3 separate regions of the Mus musculus genome follow, and regions 2 and 3 are each linked to region 1. A link is a contact called in public Hi-C and HiChIP or PLAC-seq data. All regions are on one chromosome and are shown on one strand. Each heading gives the region's core, a stretch centred on a gene start, on an enhancer-like site or on the middle of the called end of the contact. The rest is flanking DNA. Distances are from core to core; before and after follow the strand shown. Region 1 holds the start of Dtwd1 (DTW domain containing 1). Region 2 has its middle 93 kb from the start of Dtwd1. Region 3 overlaps Fam227b (family with sequence similarity 227, member B).

Evidence for each region. A called contact is a pair of places that touch in the nucleus more often than the background predicts. HiChIP or PLAC-seq counts read pairs in DNA pulled down with a chosen protein or histone mark.
Region 2: a contact with region 1 is called in an H3K27ac HiChIP or PLAC-seq map of the NIH/3T3 cell line, with 2.7 times the contacts expected there. The contact joins the enhancer-like site here to the promoter of Dtwd1 in region 1. A contact is called at or near these places in 5 of 39 promoter capture datasets (the 3T3-L1 cell line, 3T3-L1-derived adipocytes, fetal liver and 1 more), 2 of 484 Hi-C or Micro-C datasets (embryonic stem cells and uterus), 2 of 115 datasets of contacts at active chromatin or transcription factors (the NIH/3T3 cell line and fibro-adipogenic progenitors) and 2 of 9 other capture datasets (adipose tissue and liver).
Region 3: a contact with region 1 is called in a Hi-C map of myocytes, with 2.3 times the contacts expected there. The contact joins the enhancer-like site here to the promoter of Dtwd1 in region 1. A contact is called at or near these places in 2 of 39 promoter capture datasets (both in the 3T3-L1 cell line), 7 of 484 Hi-C or Micro-C datasets (MC3T3-E1-derived osteoblasts, beige adipocytes, bone marrow-derived macrophages and 3 more), 2 of 115 datasets of contacts at active chromatin or transcription factors (heart atrium and microglia) and 2 of 9 other capture datasets (adipose tissue and pancreatic islet).

Annotation. Positions count from the first base shown.
Region 1 is chr2:126,149,319-126,154,370 of GRCm38.p6, reverse strand. Dtwd1 (DTW domain containing 1) reads right to left here and starts at 2,230. Exons shown (of 5, transcript NM_026981.2): 1 at 2,157-2,230. It overlaps Fam227b (family with sequence similarity 227, member B), which reads left to right and starts at 2,367. Exons shown (of 17, transcript NM_029455.3): 1 at 2,367-2,460.
Region 2 is chr2:126,242,507-126,247,558 of GRCm38.p6, reverse strand. No RefSeq gene overlaps it. Among named protein-coding and RNA genes, the nearest start is that of Dtwd1, 93 kb to the right of the region's middle. Within about 2 kb of position 1,923, at least 6 of the 459 cell types and tissues checked have an H3K27ac peak or open chromatin away from gene starts, as enhancers often do. A contact at or near this core is called in the NIH/3T3 cell line, where this site is marked.
Region 3 is chr2:126,063,104-126,068,155 of GRCm38.p6, reverse strand. All of the region lies in intron 11 of Fam227b (family with sequence similarity 227, member B), which reads left to right. All of the region lies in intron 2 of Fgf7 (fibroblast growth factor 7), which reads right to left. Among named protein-coding and RNA genes, the nearest start is that of Fgf7, 31 kb to the right of the region's middle. Within about 2 kb of position 3,130, at least 26 of the 459 cell types and tissues checked have an H3K27ac peak or open chromatin away from gene starts, as enhancers often do. A contact at or near this core is called in beige adipocytes, heart atrium and myocytes, where this site is marked.

The DNA of each region.
Region 1 (5,052 bases), core at 981-3,480:
ATTTCAGTTACTCTTTCATTAAAAAATGGAAATGTCTATATTAAAATGATTTCACATATAAAATTTAGACATTGACAATCCATTCTGATAGTACCCATTTTGTCCCAAATATAGTAATTTTGATTTAAAATATTAATAATACAAGACTTTCTGTTACTATTGTACAGAAATACGTTCAACTATATAAATTGAATTGGCATCCTATGACACCAACACTCATGATAAATCTAAATAAAACATAAAAGTCTATAATGGTATGAGTAAAATCAGTTGGGTATTGTGAATACACACACACACACACACACACTTTTCTTTTTTCCCTGGATTTCTGACTTAAAACTCCTTTCTGAGGAGGGGTAATAGAAAGTTCAACTTAAATTGTCCCAGTATAACAGTAGATGAATACCGGATTCTGCCTTATTTCCTCCCTTGGAGGGAGGAAAGCCAAAGAACCTGACAGGCCCTGAGGATTTCCTTTCACTCGGTTAGCAAGTAAGCCTATAAAACCCTCTCTAAAACCCCATCAGGACTTCCGGTAGCTTCTGGACAGTTGATGATGCAAGGGCATCCGCTCACTGTAAGGAAGCCCACCTCGGCTGCACAGGGAGGAAGCACCTGTGCTCTAGTCCCTTACCTACTCCACCTGCCTGTATGTTTAAATCTGTTAAAATCGCCTTTATAATAACCATCAAATGCAAGCATAGTGTCCCCTGAGATCTGTGGGCCACACAAGCAAATCAAATGCATTTGAAGAGGGGATGAAGGACTCTCAGCTTGTAGCTAGTTGGAAGGGAATTCTGATGGTTCAGTGTGTGACTTGGAAGAGGCTGGGACAATTTTGTGACTGAATTGTCAGCCTGTGGATTCTGACATTGTCTCCAGTAGTATATAATAACAATCAATGACAACAAGGACATAGATGCATGTAAGTATACCTATACTTAACATCAAATACGTGCAGGGCGATGCAGCTGGAGTTGGGTGGGGGAGAGTTGTAAAGAATTAGAAAACAAGGGCGGTTCCTAGGGCAAATAACTAGCATCCTGATGGTCTACTCTGCAAATTGGGCTGAAAAACTTTTTTTTCCACTCAATTTCTCTAAAAATAATGATACTTATGCAGTTTCATCCTGTCTGCTTTGCACATAACATCTATTTTTAGGCTCAAAGTCAGATTCTAACTCAGTTATAAACTCACACAAAGACAATCTTTTACACTTCTGACTACTTATCCCTGGGTCCACATATTTGATATGGACAAACATATTCATTTGGAGGCACTTTTCAATGAGGCAAAAGTACAACTCTTTCCGATTTACCTATTCTTGATTTTTTTTAGATAGATTCAAATACTTATCAACTAAATTGAAACCACTCTGTAGAAGGCATCCAGGACTTATCTTTCTACTCAACTTTGGGGCACTACACAGATCGGCGGAACAAGGCTACTTTTTCCAACACACTAAGCTGATTTGCCTCCCAAGGGAATATTCTTTAAATTTCTCCTATTTTGAATTGTGGACAAATTCAGGACCAGATAAGACTGTTTTCAATATTTGCTTGTGAAGTACTAAGAACTGATCGTATAATTTGATGAGGTACAATATCCCTCTCGCCCCCCCCCCCCTTTTTTTTAAACATCCAAGATACCACCGCCATTTTTTAAACACAGAACTTGACTCCCTTCCCACAGAACACATTATATGACAGGCGAAATGTCTTGGAAATTTTTGCATTTGGAGTTCAATCATAAACAGCCCTGAAATGCTGCAATCTTGGGCTCTTCATCCTTACCCAACCTCGTGGAACTAGCAACGCAAAGTGTTACTATACTTGTCTCACATTCCCAAGAAATAGACACACAAGAAACGCGTCTGCTTATCGGCTGACGGTAACAGCACACATCTGGTTTCCTTTTCCCGCGACCATGCCGAAACCACGCCAAAGCCTGAATTACAGATCGGTGCTCACAGGGAGCTGGCCTTGCCAGGAGTGAGCAACGCCGACTCGGGAAGCCTAATAAGGCTTCATTTAGGCCCCAGACCACTCAAGTCTTGCCCCCACGGGCACGCCACACGCAGCACTAGCCCGCAGTGAGACCTCCGCTGGGCCTGGCCGGCGTCCGGCCCGAGCCACCCGACCCGAGGGGATGCCGACCTGCACCACGCTCAACTCTCGGTCCGTACCGCCTCCGCTCCACGCGCTCCCCCCCGGAGCGCTTTCCGCAGAACACCGGAGGGCGGGGCCTGGCGGTTGCCAGGGCCACGGGGAAGCTGACCACGGCGCATGCTCAGAGGGAGAATCCCGTGGGCGAGCAGGAGGAACTGGTTCGGAAGTCCCGCCTTCGCTTCCCGGGTGACCTGTTCCAAAGGAACCGTCAGCTTCCTGCTGTGCCGCCCGTTGTGGGCCCCCAGCGCAACTGGGGACGTGTTCCGGAACAGCCTTTTCGAAAGTAGTTTCTGTGAGTTAGTGAGGAGCTAGTAACACCGCTTTACCTCCCCAAATACTATATTTACGAGATCTCAGACTTGTAGCTTTAGGTGGTTGGTAGTTCAAGCTTGATAGACTTCTTAGGAAAACCGTTTATGCATTTTGTGCTTTGCTTACAACACGCAGAGTTGACACCTACTGTATTTTTCTTTTATTTTTTTTTAAAGTCTAATATATGTGGATAAGTGATTAAATTATTTTTCTATGCTCCACCTCAAAGAAACCTAAACAATAGTTGTTAAATTAGAAACAAAACTGTCATATATCAAGCAATTTGTTTAATGAGTGGAGAATTATGAAATTAACCAATGGGAGAAAAAGAACAGCCTTGTGTGTAATCACGAATGACAAGCCAGGACACTGATATTTACCACACCAGAATTTATATAAAAGTTTTAACAGAAAAATAGACAATGGTTAACATGAATTCCCAGGATCACACCTGTAAGTAGGAGAAAGGCCCATTTCCAGCCTGGTCATGAGTGGTAGCTTCTACTTGAATAGGAGAGACAGAGACAGACAGACAGAGAGACACAGAGAGGAAGAAGAAGAAGAAGGAGGAGGAGGAGGAGGAGGAGGAGGAGGAGAGAGAGAGAGAGAAGAGGAGAGGAAGAGAAGAGAAGGGAAGGGAAGGGGAAGGAAGAAGGGGAAGGGAAGGGAAGAGAGAGGAGGAGAGGGGAGGGGAGAGGAGAGGAGAGGGGAGGGGAGGGGAGGGGAGAGGAGAGGAGGAGAGGAGAATCCCTTCTGTCACTCTTAGCAGACTGAATAGGTCCCTTAATGTTTTGGAGACCTCAACTCGAGCCAAACTGGTATTCCTGATTTGGATACAGAAAAGGAATTTCAGAACTAGTGAGAGTGAGGTAGAAATTAGACCATGGATATTTGAATTTAGACTTTAAGCAAAAATGTTTTAATAAAGAGAGGCATGCAGAACAAAAGTCATTCTAAATGTCAGCCAGTCCACTATACCTTCACTTATCAAAACAGAAAAAGAAGTTACTAACCTTTTGAGACGCAATGTGAGAGCCACCAGAATGGTATTCATATATGTTGAATGCTAAAACAGTTGAGAGTCTACTTTGAGACCCACATTGACATGTCTACCTGCCTTAGGAATTAAGCTTTAGTTATTTGTGCACAACATCACAGTTAGGCATCAAACAGTGAGGGCCTGAACATCAGAAAATGGGATATTTGACTTTTAATTGTTAGCCCTTTCAATTTTTGGCTTTGTTATTGTCATCTTTACACCTTGCCCTGGAAGTGCTTACATGTTAAGTATGGGTAGTACAGGAAACATTATGACAAATTTTAGGAACCTCAAAAGAGGCTGGGGGAGTCCATGAAGCCAAATCCTGATGAGTGGTTGGAGTCTAGGGAAGAATTTCCAACTGGACAGGGTGTTGCATAGGATATGTCGTTTCACATCTTGACTTATTTATAAACAACAATAAAAACTTAAGTCAAAACTATACTTTAGAGCCAGCAGTGATAACTCATATCTGTATTGGGGAACCAGGAGAATCAAGAGATTGAGACTATCCTAGCACACATAGTAAGTTTCAGGCCAGTCTAGACTGGGGAAGACACTGTCTAAAACAAAATCCCATATTTTTTAAATAATGAAATTATTCATGGCAGAAAGTCATTAGGCTTAGTACATTATACTTAGTAAAGTACTATCCAATAGAACTTTCAGCTGCATGTATGTACATATATACATATGTGCATATATGCATAGATATGGCAAGCATTCCTATGTTCCAATGTTCTAGGTTGCTATGTCTGTGTAACTAATTACTCCAAAGTACAGTAGTTTGAAACAACCATGTGGTCTAGTGCATAATGGATTGTTTTGTTTTCTCTTGTAAGTCAAATGGAAAGACTGAGCATACTATCAGGGTGCCTATTAATACATTCACGACTTGAATTACTTTGAGAATTTCACACAGTGCATTTTGATCATATTCGCCTTCTTTCCTAACTCCTCCCAGATACACCCTCTCCATCCTCAACTTTAAGTTTTCATTATCATAAAAACAAACAAACAAACAAACAAACAAACAGCAACAAAACCTTATCCAGTCCAATTTGTGTTGCACAACTACTCTTGGGAGTAAGGGCTGTCCTGGAGTATGGTAATGCCTGGAGTAATGCCTCATCTTCCTCACAGTGCGGCAGGAGAGTAGCAGACTCATCAGCTTAGGCTGGGAGTCTGAGAGTCTCTGTTGCTGTGATAAAACCATGACTTAAAAGCAACTTGGGGAGGAAAAGAATTTATTTGGCTTACATTCCAGGCCATAGTCCATTGATGGAAACCAAAGCAGGAACTTAAAGCAGGAGCTAAGACAGAAGTCACGAAGGGGTACTGCTTCCTAGCTTACTCCCCATTGCTTACTTAACCTGCTTTCTTATACAGCCAAAGACTGCCTTATCAGAGGTGGCAGTGCCACTTGTGCCCACCCAAATCAATCACCAGTCAATAAACTGCACTACAGACTTGCCTACAGACAATCTTATTGAGGCATTTTCTCAGTTGATGTTCCTCCTCCAAGATTACTCT
Region 2 (5,052 bases), core at 674-3,173, 93 kb before region 1:
TGCATTTTCTGGGAAATGAAATCAATGCTCTAAATTTTTGACTAAGCTGAGATGGGGAGAAAAATCAGCAAAGCAAAAAAAATTGCACAATATCATCTGGAAATCCCTCTGCATTCACTCTTCTCATGCTCAGAGAGAGACCTTTATGTGGGGAAGACAGGCTCACCTTGGCATCCTGTGCACAGGCTTGACAAGAGTCCTTGCAGTCTTTCAGATACAAAAGGATGCTCTCATCATTTCTGTTCTGCAAGTGAGTCTTTAGGAGATGAGGCCAACAGTCACTTAAGGATAGCCCTACCACTACGATACCGATCTCTTTCTTGACATGCTGTTCCACCTACATCATGGCTCAGATATTCCCCTGAGTGCTCTAGCTTCACTCTGATGCTGAAATGAAACATTGTGACTAAAGGGAACATGGCGAGGAAAGGGTTGGTTTGACTCACACTTCTGGGTCACAGTCCATCGTTGAGTGAAATCAAGGCAGGAACCTGGAAGTAGAAGCCATGGAAGGATGCTGTTTATTGGTTCATTTTCTTACACAGCCCAGGACCACCAGCCAAGGGATAATGCTGCCTAAAGTGGGATGGGCCTTGATTCATCAGCTAATAATCAAAACAGTTCATCACAAGCCTAAATTTGATCTTAGTTGAGGCTTTACTCTCAAATGACACTAAGCTGTGTCAAGTTGAAAGCTAACTAGGACAATTGGTAAGGTGTCTACGACTGGAAAACAAGACAATTCATTACTAGAAGAGGCATGAAAGCTTATGAAATAGGACTATTGAAAGAATCCTGAGCTGACTGTGAAAGTACCAGCAATTCTTCCTCATGGCCACACTTATGTCCAACATTTAGTCTGTGAACACACTGAGAGAGATCAAATGTTTCTGGGCTGTAAGCCACAATCCCACTTTATTTGTCAGGACACATGCCATCAAGATGAACATGTGCCATCAGGATGGACAAGGATGCTGACTTTCCGTAGCAGTCCGAGGCTGGATCCTCCCTGAGGTTTTTGTTTTGTTGGTTTTTGTTTGTTTGTTTGTTGGTTGGTTGGTAAGCTGTAGACTTCCCATTCATTGCCTACTGTTCAGTGTTGAAGTTTGGTGGCTATTTCTTCTGCCTTTGCCCCTCTTCTTGAACATGTCTAGAAACAAGAACTTATGGGTTCCAACAATCTGTTTCTTTCATGTTCATTAGTAGGATACCTACTTGGAGTTTGGAGTCTTTAGGCATTCAAATATTGGCTTGATGTGTGTGTGTGTGTGTGTGTGTGTGTGTGTGTGTGTGATGTCAGTAAGATGACAGACTTGTAATGGTTAGTTACTTCTTGGTCTCCTTGGAATGCTGACTTAATGATACATGAGTGAAGGTGCTTTTATGGGAATTCTAGAATCCGAAGATTTGTAGTACCCCGAGCAAACATGGGTATGAGAACAGCTACACTGAAATGGTTTAAGTGGTTTATGCACCACCTAAACCAGCACAGATCAGCATTGGAAAGCAATGTCTTAGCAAAATCAGGTCAACGTTTTGACTTTCTCAGAGGACTTCTGGGAGACTGATTTAGTTGTGCATCACTCAAGTGCTGAAGAACAGACACATGTATGTACGGGGGTTCATAGAATAAAAACATAGTAGGGGTGATACATGGTTCAGCATGGTGGTGACATGTATAACCCAACGCTTCTCCATCAGGAGGGAGGGAAAGGGTCAGAGTGTAGGCCTGTCATTCCGACTTTTTGGAGGCTCACACAAAGGGCTTGTATCTCTCTCACCTGACATTAGGCAGTGATAGTAAACTGACTTAAATCAGAAGCATGGTTATCACTGAGAACAAGGGAGAGCAAGACAGTTTGTTAATCCATGATGAAAATCCTTGCAAAACCTCGGGAGACACAAGGGGGAGCAAGAGATTGTGAATTCCTGAAAAAGAAACTGATCAACTTGAAAAATCAGCTTGACAACTGAGACTTTTGCATGCTCCTAAATACAAGCTTTGGGAAAATAACCTCTTAGCCAGTCTCATGGATAAGAGTCATATCCTGCAGGAAACCAGTAGGCAAAGTCTTGAGTAACTATTTTATCAGATATACAGAATCTAAGAAAAGATAGTTTTTACAAACAGAAACAGACATGGTAACTTGGCCCAAAGAGAAACACATTAAATTCCCAGAAGCCAACCCCAAAGAAACAGATGTATATAATTATTTGACAAAGGGTTCACAAGGAATACATATATATATATATATATACATTCTTTTTTTTTTTTTTTTGATGGCTTGGAATTTTATTTTATTTTATTTTTTCACCGCAACACCCCAGGACTTTATTTTATTATTTTTTTCTTTCCATTTTTTATTAGGGATTTAGCTCATTTACATTTCCAATGCTATACCAAAAGTCCCCCATACCCACCCACCCCCACTCCCCTACCCGCCCACTCCCCCTTTTTGGCCCTGGCGTTCCCCTGTTCTGGGGCATATAAAGTTTGTGTGTCCAATGGGCCTCTCTTTCCAGTGATGGCCGACTAGGCCATCTTTTGATACATATGCAGCTAGAGTCAAGAGCTCTGGGGTACTGGTTAGTTCATAATGTTGATCCACCTATAGGGTTGCAGATCCCTTTAGCTCCTTGGGTACTTTCTCTAGCTCCTCCATTGGGAGACCTGTAATCCATCCATTAGCTGACTGTGGGCATCCACTTCTGTGTTTGCTAGGCCCCGGCATAGTCTCACAAGAGACAGCTACATCTGGGTCCTTTCGATAAAATCTTGCTAGTGTATGCAATGGTGTCAGCGTTTGGATGCTGATTATGGGGTGGATCCCTGGATAAGGCAGTCTCTACATGGTCCATCCTTTCATCTTAGCTCCAAACTTTGTCTCTGTAACTCCTTCCAAGGGTGTTTTGTTCCCACTTCTAAGGAGGGGCATAGTGTCCACACTTCAGTCTTCATTTTTCTTCAGTTTCATGTGTTTAGGAAATTGTATCTTATATCTTGGGTATCCTAGGTTTTGGGCTAATATCCACTTATCAGTGAGTACATATTGTGTGAGTTCCTTTGTGAATGTGTTACCTCACTCAGGATGATGCCCTCCAGGTCCATCCATTTGGCTAGGAATTTCATAAATTCGTTCTTTTTAATAGCTGAGTAGTACTCCATTGTGTAGATGTACCACATTTTCTGTATCCATTCCTCTGTTGAGGGGCATCTGGGTTCTTTCCAGCTTCTGGCTATTATAAATAAGGCTGCTATGAACATAGTGGAGCATGTGTCCTTCTTACCAGTTGGGGCATCTTCTGGATATATGCCCAGGAGAGGTATTGCTGGATCCTCCGGTAGTACTATGTCCAATTTTCTGAGGAACCGCCAGACGGATTTCCAGAGTGGTTGTACAAGCCTGCAATCCCACCAACAATGGAGGAGTGTTCCTCTTTCTCCACATCCTCGCCAGCATCTGCTGTCACCTGAATTTTTGATCTTAGACATTCTCACTGGTGTGAGGTGGAATCTCAGGGTTGTTTTGATTTGCATTTCCCTGATGATTAAGGATGTTGAACATTTTTTCAGGTGCTTCTCTGCCATTCGGTATTCCTCAGGTGAGAATTCTTTGTTCAGTTCTGAGCCCCATTTTTTAATGGGGTTGTTTGATTTTCTGAAGTCCACCTTCTTGAGTTCTTTATATATGTTGGATATTAGTCCCCTATCTGATTTAGGATAGGTAAAGATCCTTTCCCAATCTGTTGGTGGTCTCTTTGTCTTATTGACGGTGTCTTTTGCCTTGCAGAAACTTTGGAGTTTCATTAGGTCCCATTTGTCAATTCTCGATCTTACAGCACAAGCCATTGCTGTTCTGTTCAGGAATTTTTTCCCTGTGCCCATATCTTCAAGGCTTTTCCCCACTTTCTCCTCTATAAGTTTCAGTGTCTCTGGTTTTATGTGAAGTTCTTTGATCCATTTAGATTTGACCTTAGTACAAGGAGATAAGTATGGATCGATTCCCATTCTTCTACATGATAACAACCAGTTGTGCCAGCACCATTTGTTGAAAATGCTGTCTTTCTTCCACTGGATGGTTTTAGCTCCCTTGTCGAAGATCAAGTGCCCATAGGTGTGTGGGTTCATTTCTGGGTCTTCAATTCTATTCCATTGGTCTACTTGTCTGTCTCTATACCAGTACCATGCAGTTTTTACCACAATTGCTCTGTAGTAAAGCTTTAGGTCAGGCATGGTGATTCCACCAGAGGTTCTTTTATCCTTGAGAAGAGTTTTTGCTATCCTAGGTTTTTTGTTATTCCAGATGAATTTGCAAATTGCTCCTTTTAATTCGTTGAAGAATTGAGTTGGAATTTTGATGGGGATTGCATTGAATCTGTAGATTGCTTTTGGCAAGATAGCCATTTTTACAATGTTGATTCTGCCAATCCATGAGCATGGGAGATCTTTCCATCTTCTGAGATCTTCTTTAATTTCTTTCTTCAGAGACTTGAAGTTTTTATCATACATATCTTTCACTTTCTTAGTTAGAGTCACGCCGAGATATTTTATATTATTTGTGACTATTGAGAAGGGTGTTGTTTCCCTAATTTCTTTCTCAGCCTGTTTATTCTTTGTGTAGAGAAAGGCCATTGACTTGTTTGAGTTAATTTTATATCCAGCTACTTCACCGAAGCTGTTTATCAGGTTTAGGAGTTCTCTGGTGGAATTTTTAGGGTCACTTATATATACTATCATATCATCTGCAAAAAGTGATATTTTGACTTCCTCCTTTCCAATTTGTATCTCCTTGATCTCCTTTTGTTGTCGAATTGCTCTGGCTAATACTTCAAGTACTATGTTGAAAAGGTAGGGAGAAAGTGGGCAGCCTTGTCTAGTCCCTGATTTTAGTGGGATTGCTTCCAGCTTCTCTCCATTTACTTTGATGTTGGCTACTGGTTTGCTGTAGACTGCTTTTATCATGTTTAGGTATGGGCCTTGAATTCCTGATCTTTCCAGAACTTTTATCATGAATGGGTGTTGGATCTTGTCAAATGCTTTTTCTGCATCCA
Region 3 (5,052 bases), core at 1,881-4,380, 87 kb after region 1:
ATTTTTCTCTGAAAACTCAAAGCTGCTCTTACTAGTTTTACAAAAACTATTAGTTTTCCATAAAACATGTTTTGATCATATTCTCCCTCACCCACATTCTCTCAGATCTGCCTCCCTCTTTCTCTGCCCACCCAACTTTGTGTCCTCTCTTTGTTCTCACACCTACCAAGTTTAATTTGTGCAGTCAACATATTCTTGGATGTGTGGCCATCCACTGAAGTGTGTTCAATTTACCAGAAGCCACACTTTTAGATAAACTGACTCTCCCCCTCCCAGAATTCATTCATCAATGGCCCTTGGCCAACTGTCTGAGATCGTGGCAGCTCCCCTCTTCATGCTGGGGTAGGATCTGGCCTGAGTTTGCCCAAGTCTTATGCATGTGTAACAACTGCTGTAATTTCAAATGTGCAGCTATCTGTTGTGTCTAGAACAGGTTCCTTGTACTCATCTACCACCTATGGCTTTACACTCTTCCCCCCTCTTCCTCAATGCTTTCAAGGTCTTGGGAAGAATCTGCATGATACTAACATCCCATTTATGGTTGAAAACTCCATGATTTATGGTTGGTCTTTTGTTCTCTGTACCTTGAGCAGATGTGGACCTGTGTTAATTGCTATCTACTGCAACTAGAAGCTTCACTGGTGAGGCCTCAGAGATGTAGTACTCTACAAGTATCACTAGAAGTCATGGGGTCCATTTAATACTACGTCCATTTAGCAGATACAATGGTGTAGATTGTCCCCTTGGGCCTAGAACCTGTCTTGTCACAGGTTCTTGGTCTGACAATGGTGCCAAGCATGGGTTTCTCTTGTGGAGTAGGTCTTAAATCCAATCAGAAAGTGTTTAGTCACTCCACTGATGTTCATGTCACCTTTGCACCAGAGGTCATGCGGGTGGCAGGGGTTTCAGCTAGACAAACTTCTTTTCTCCTCCAGTGGCATTCATAACACACTCAAGCACCGAAAGGTAGCCAGTAGAGATAAGACTTCCAGATCAGTATCATATTCTGTGACTCAAGCACATGGTGTCCTCAGCAGTAGGGTCTCTTTTCATTGAGTTCTGGAGGAGAGCCAATAGCACTGGCAAGATTCTGACTATTTGGGAGTCTGCAGCTCTCCCAGCTGACCGCCCCAAAAGTCTGACAGTGGGGCTTTGATTTATTAGCTTGTGGTGTCTAATACAGGCATTGTTGCCCTGTTATAGGAGAATTTCATCTTACTCTTATTTTATGTGAGCATAATATATACATATGTTACACATACATACATATACATGGAAACTTCTGTAATAGTAGCTTGGTTTCCATATAAGTTCTCTGAAGGGTCTTTACTGTTATTTATCACTATATTTCTTACTGTCTGAGTTACATTCTTATTGCTGTGATAAGACACCATAGTGAAGCCAACTTAGAGAAGAAAATGTTTCTTGGGGTTTGCAGCTTCAGAGGACTAAGTGCATGGGCAGGCAAACATGGCACTGGAGCAGTAGCTAAAAGCTTTTGAGACACAATGATGAGCAGAGAAAGTTAATTGGGAATGGAAAGTTAATTGGTATGGCTTTTTAAATTTTCAAAGCTTGCTCCAAGTGACAAACCTCCACCAACAAAGTCACACTTCCTAATCCTTCTAAACAATTCTACCAACTGGGGACCAAGTATTCAAGGATTCTATGGAGCCATCCTCATTCAAACCACCACAACTCTCTCTCTCTCTCTCTCTCTCTCTCTCTCTCTCTCTCTCTCTCTCTCTCTCTCCTGTTCTCTCATCCTGTTTGCTCAGCTCCCTTTAAGCCATTGTCTCACTATATCCTACCCACCCCTCCTTTGAAAGCCATAGAGTGGAAGTCACATTCTTCATAGCTGTGATGTCAGCTGCATAAAAGGCTGCCGGCACTGTTTACCAATGCCTGGCATTATACATGAGTCCGTTCTGTAATATGTATAGGCACAGAAGTAAGTTGCAAGTTTCTTTGAAATAAGCTATCTTCTGGAATAGAAGACCTGCATTTACCTGGAGTAGCAAAGGAGATTGACCAAGCCCTGAGGAAATGGGTCTTTAACTCTAGAACTGGCAATGGGAACCTCTGAGGATAAGAACACCTTGAAGAAATCCATCAAGATGAACATTGGAATCAGGAAAAGTAGACTAAAAGAAAGGTGACTATGTTAAATGAAAGAAATGGATGAAGAGCCCAGAGGAATGTCTGTGGTCCACGTGTGTGTCGGCTGTCTATGCTGGGCCTTCACATAGTACTCTTTGGGATAGGCAATATTTAGAAAATGGAAAACTGAAAGCAAAACATCATATAACAAACAATGGAGCCTCACCCTAGATTTTTGAATCCCACACAAAGACCACACAACTCTGGCTTCTAATATATCTCCACTCAGGCCAAAGCATCATACTGCCAAGACAGAGAAACTGTACAAGTTGTGAAAGCGCCAGGGGATGGGGGATTCAGGTTGTTGAATCATTATATACACGACTGGTATCAAGAGTCCTATTTTGTTAGACTTTAATGAATACAATGTGTGGGTTAAAATATTTGTTTTATGACTTGGCTGTTGCTTGGACATTTTTGGAATTTGCTAGTACTCCCACCTCAGATGTTTAGTACTGATCGCTTAGACTGTGAGGAAATGTCAGGCTACAAGGAGGAAAACCAAAAGAGTCCCTGCACTGCAGATTTAGACTATGAGATGATTTCAGTACATGCATTCCAGACTCTGCATGGTCAGAGGTCATATTTAGACACTAGATATACACAACAAAGACTGAAATCAATTATTACATTCCACTAAATCAAGCCTTACCCTCCATAGCATTATCCTGTGTGTCTTGACATATCTGGACCTGTGTGTGTGTGTTAAGTGTGCAATTCATTGCTATCTAGAGGCACTGAGTTTGAGGGTCATAAGGCTTCAGCAAGGATCAGAGGAAAGATACCACTTGTGAGAGTCCAGGGCCAGCCTCACCAATGACACATGATGCTCTGGCTGTATTTTCTTTTCACTGGAGGCCACCAGCAAACACGAAGTCTCTTCTTGGTAAAGACAGATGAGAATGCAGTGTTGGGGAGGAGAGTGACAGCTGGGGAAATTGTATTGAGGGGCTGAGAATGTGGCCCCAGGGGTAGGATGTTTGCTTAGCATTCCCTGGGCCTGAGGTTCACTCTCCAAAAATAACACTGCAGTGGATAAGCCAGTAAGAATTTAACAATGGCCTCTCCAGAAGAAAAGAAGAGGTTCTGACTTGTAGTTCTTTCCCTATTTCATCAGTTTCCAGCGTTTAAATAGTCCTGCCATGGCCAGTTTTAGGTCCATATTGAGCTCCCAGCATGGCATGAGGAAGACCTGAGGAAGAAGTTTGAAAGGCTGCACACTGTTAGCTCCCAGGAGTCAGGAAAGCCCTACTAGCTTAGTACCACGTCTTCCCTGCACAGTTCATGCCTGGCCATAGCCCTTGAAACTCCATGAGATCATTCTCTCAAACGTAATAACAACATATGGTACCATACCAAAATAATTATAATTATCACCCAGACCATATGGTTACATAAGAGTAAAATTCACAAAGGCCTAGAAGAGGACCCTGAGATTTATGAAAGAGTTTTCTTTACAGATAGGGAAGGAAGGACACTTATCACCATACCAAGGGAAGCTCATTTATCACGCTCACTCTTAGTTAACAGTGGTAACAGCACACAGCACTACTGGAGTGTGTCACGTGGAGGAGGGCTTCAGAAAAGTCCTGCTGGCTCCATAATTACAGTGATCTGCTGAGATAGCCTTCAAGTTTGCTGCAGGCAAAGGGTGGTTGTGCTGTCTACCTAAGGGTTCCTAGTGGGGACAGTCCATGCTTAGACTAGGGCAGTGAGGCATGAGTGGGTGGGTGGGTAGGGGAGCACCCTCATAGAAGTAGGGGGAGGGAGTGGGAGAAGGAGCTTGTGGAGGGGAAACCAAGAAGGTGGATAACATTTGAAATGTAAATAAATAAAAGAACCATTAAAAAATTAAAATTAAAGAAGTGATCAAATATGTTCAAATATCTGTCTCAGCCACTTATACACTTTGAAATTTTCCAGGAGAGATATCCTACAATTTTTATATTCACATCACCAAGAAGAAAAAGTGGGGAAGGAAGAGGAGGAAAGAAGAGGATAAAAAGAAAGACACGACTGAATATTAACTATGTAGCAGTAGACTTTTAAAACTAGAAATAGGGACAGCGAAGTGCCTCAGAAGGTAAAGATGGTTGCTAGGGATGAGAATCTGAGCTGTGTGTGCTGGCCCAACATGGTGGGAGGACGGAGCTGTCTACTACAAGTTCTGATTTTTGCACCCATGCAACACACACTGCAATACACACACGTACACACACACATATACATACTTACATACATACATACATACATACATACATACAAAGTCTCACACATACATACATACTCTCCACATGGCACATATATTCACACATACATTTATATACATACATATACAGATACACTCATACACATTATACACATATACACTTACATACACATACACAATAGAAAAGGTAAAATAATTAAGTAGAAATTAAAGACAAAATGCTTGTGCAAGGGGGAAGTACTTTGACATTATCTGCAACTCATACGTTTTTCAGTTGTTAAAGGATAATTTCAGAAAGCCAAGATTTTGGGAACATGAAAACTGTCCACAGCTGCAACTAATCCCATTGCTTTTATGAAGCTTTATCAGAAAGTGAGTTTTATGTTTTATTTTCTCGTGTATTACATTTTTATTTGTATGAAAGTCAGAAACTATGAGAACATAAAGTTCACTGTGATTTCTATAAAGACAAGAGCTTGGCGGTGGTCAGCAGCGGGGTTTAGTCATCCTGCTTTTACAGAGCCTCTCCAGTGGGCATTAGCTTAAAACGCATGAGGTGTGTTGTCTTAAATTGGGAAAGAAGGAACGGGAAAATCTTGGATGAAAATAATCCAAATACAACTGAAGCCTTTAAATGATAATTAATTAGGAACACAATTACTGTGCTAGAAGTGAATGTTTGT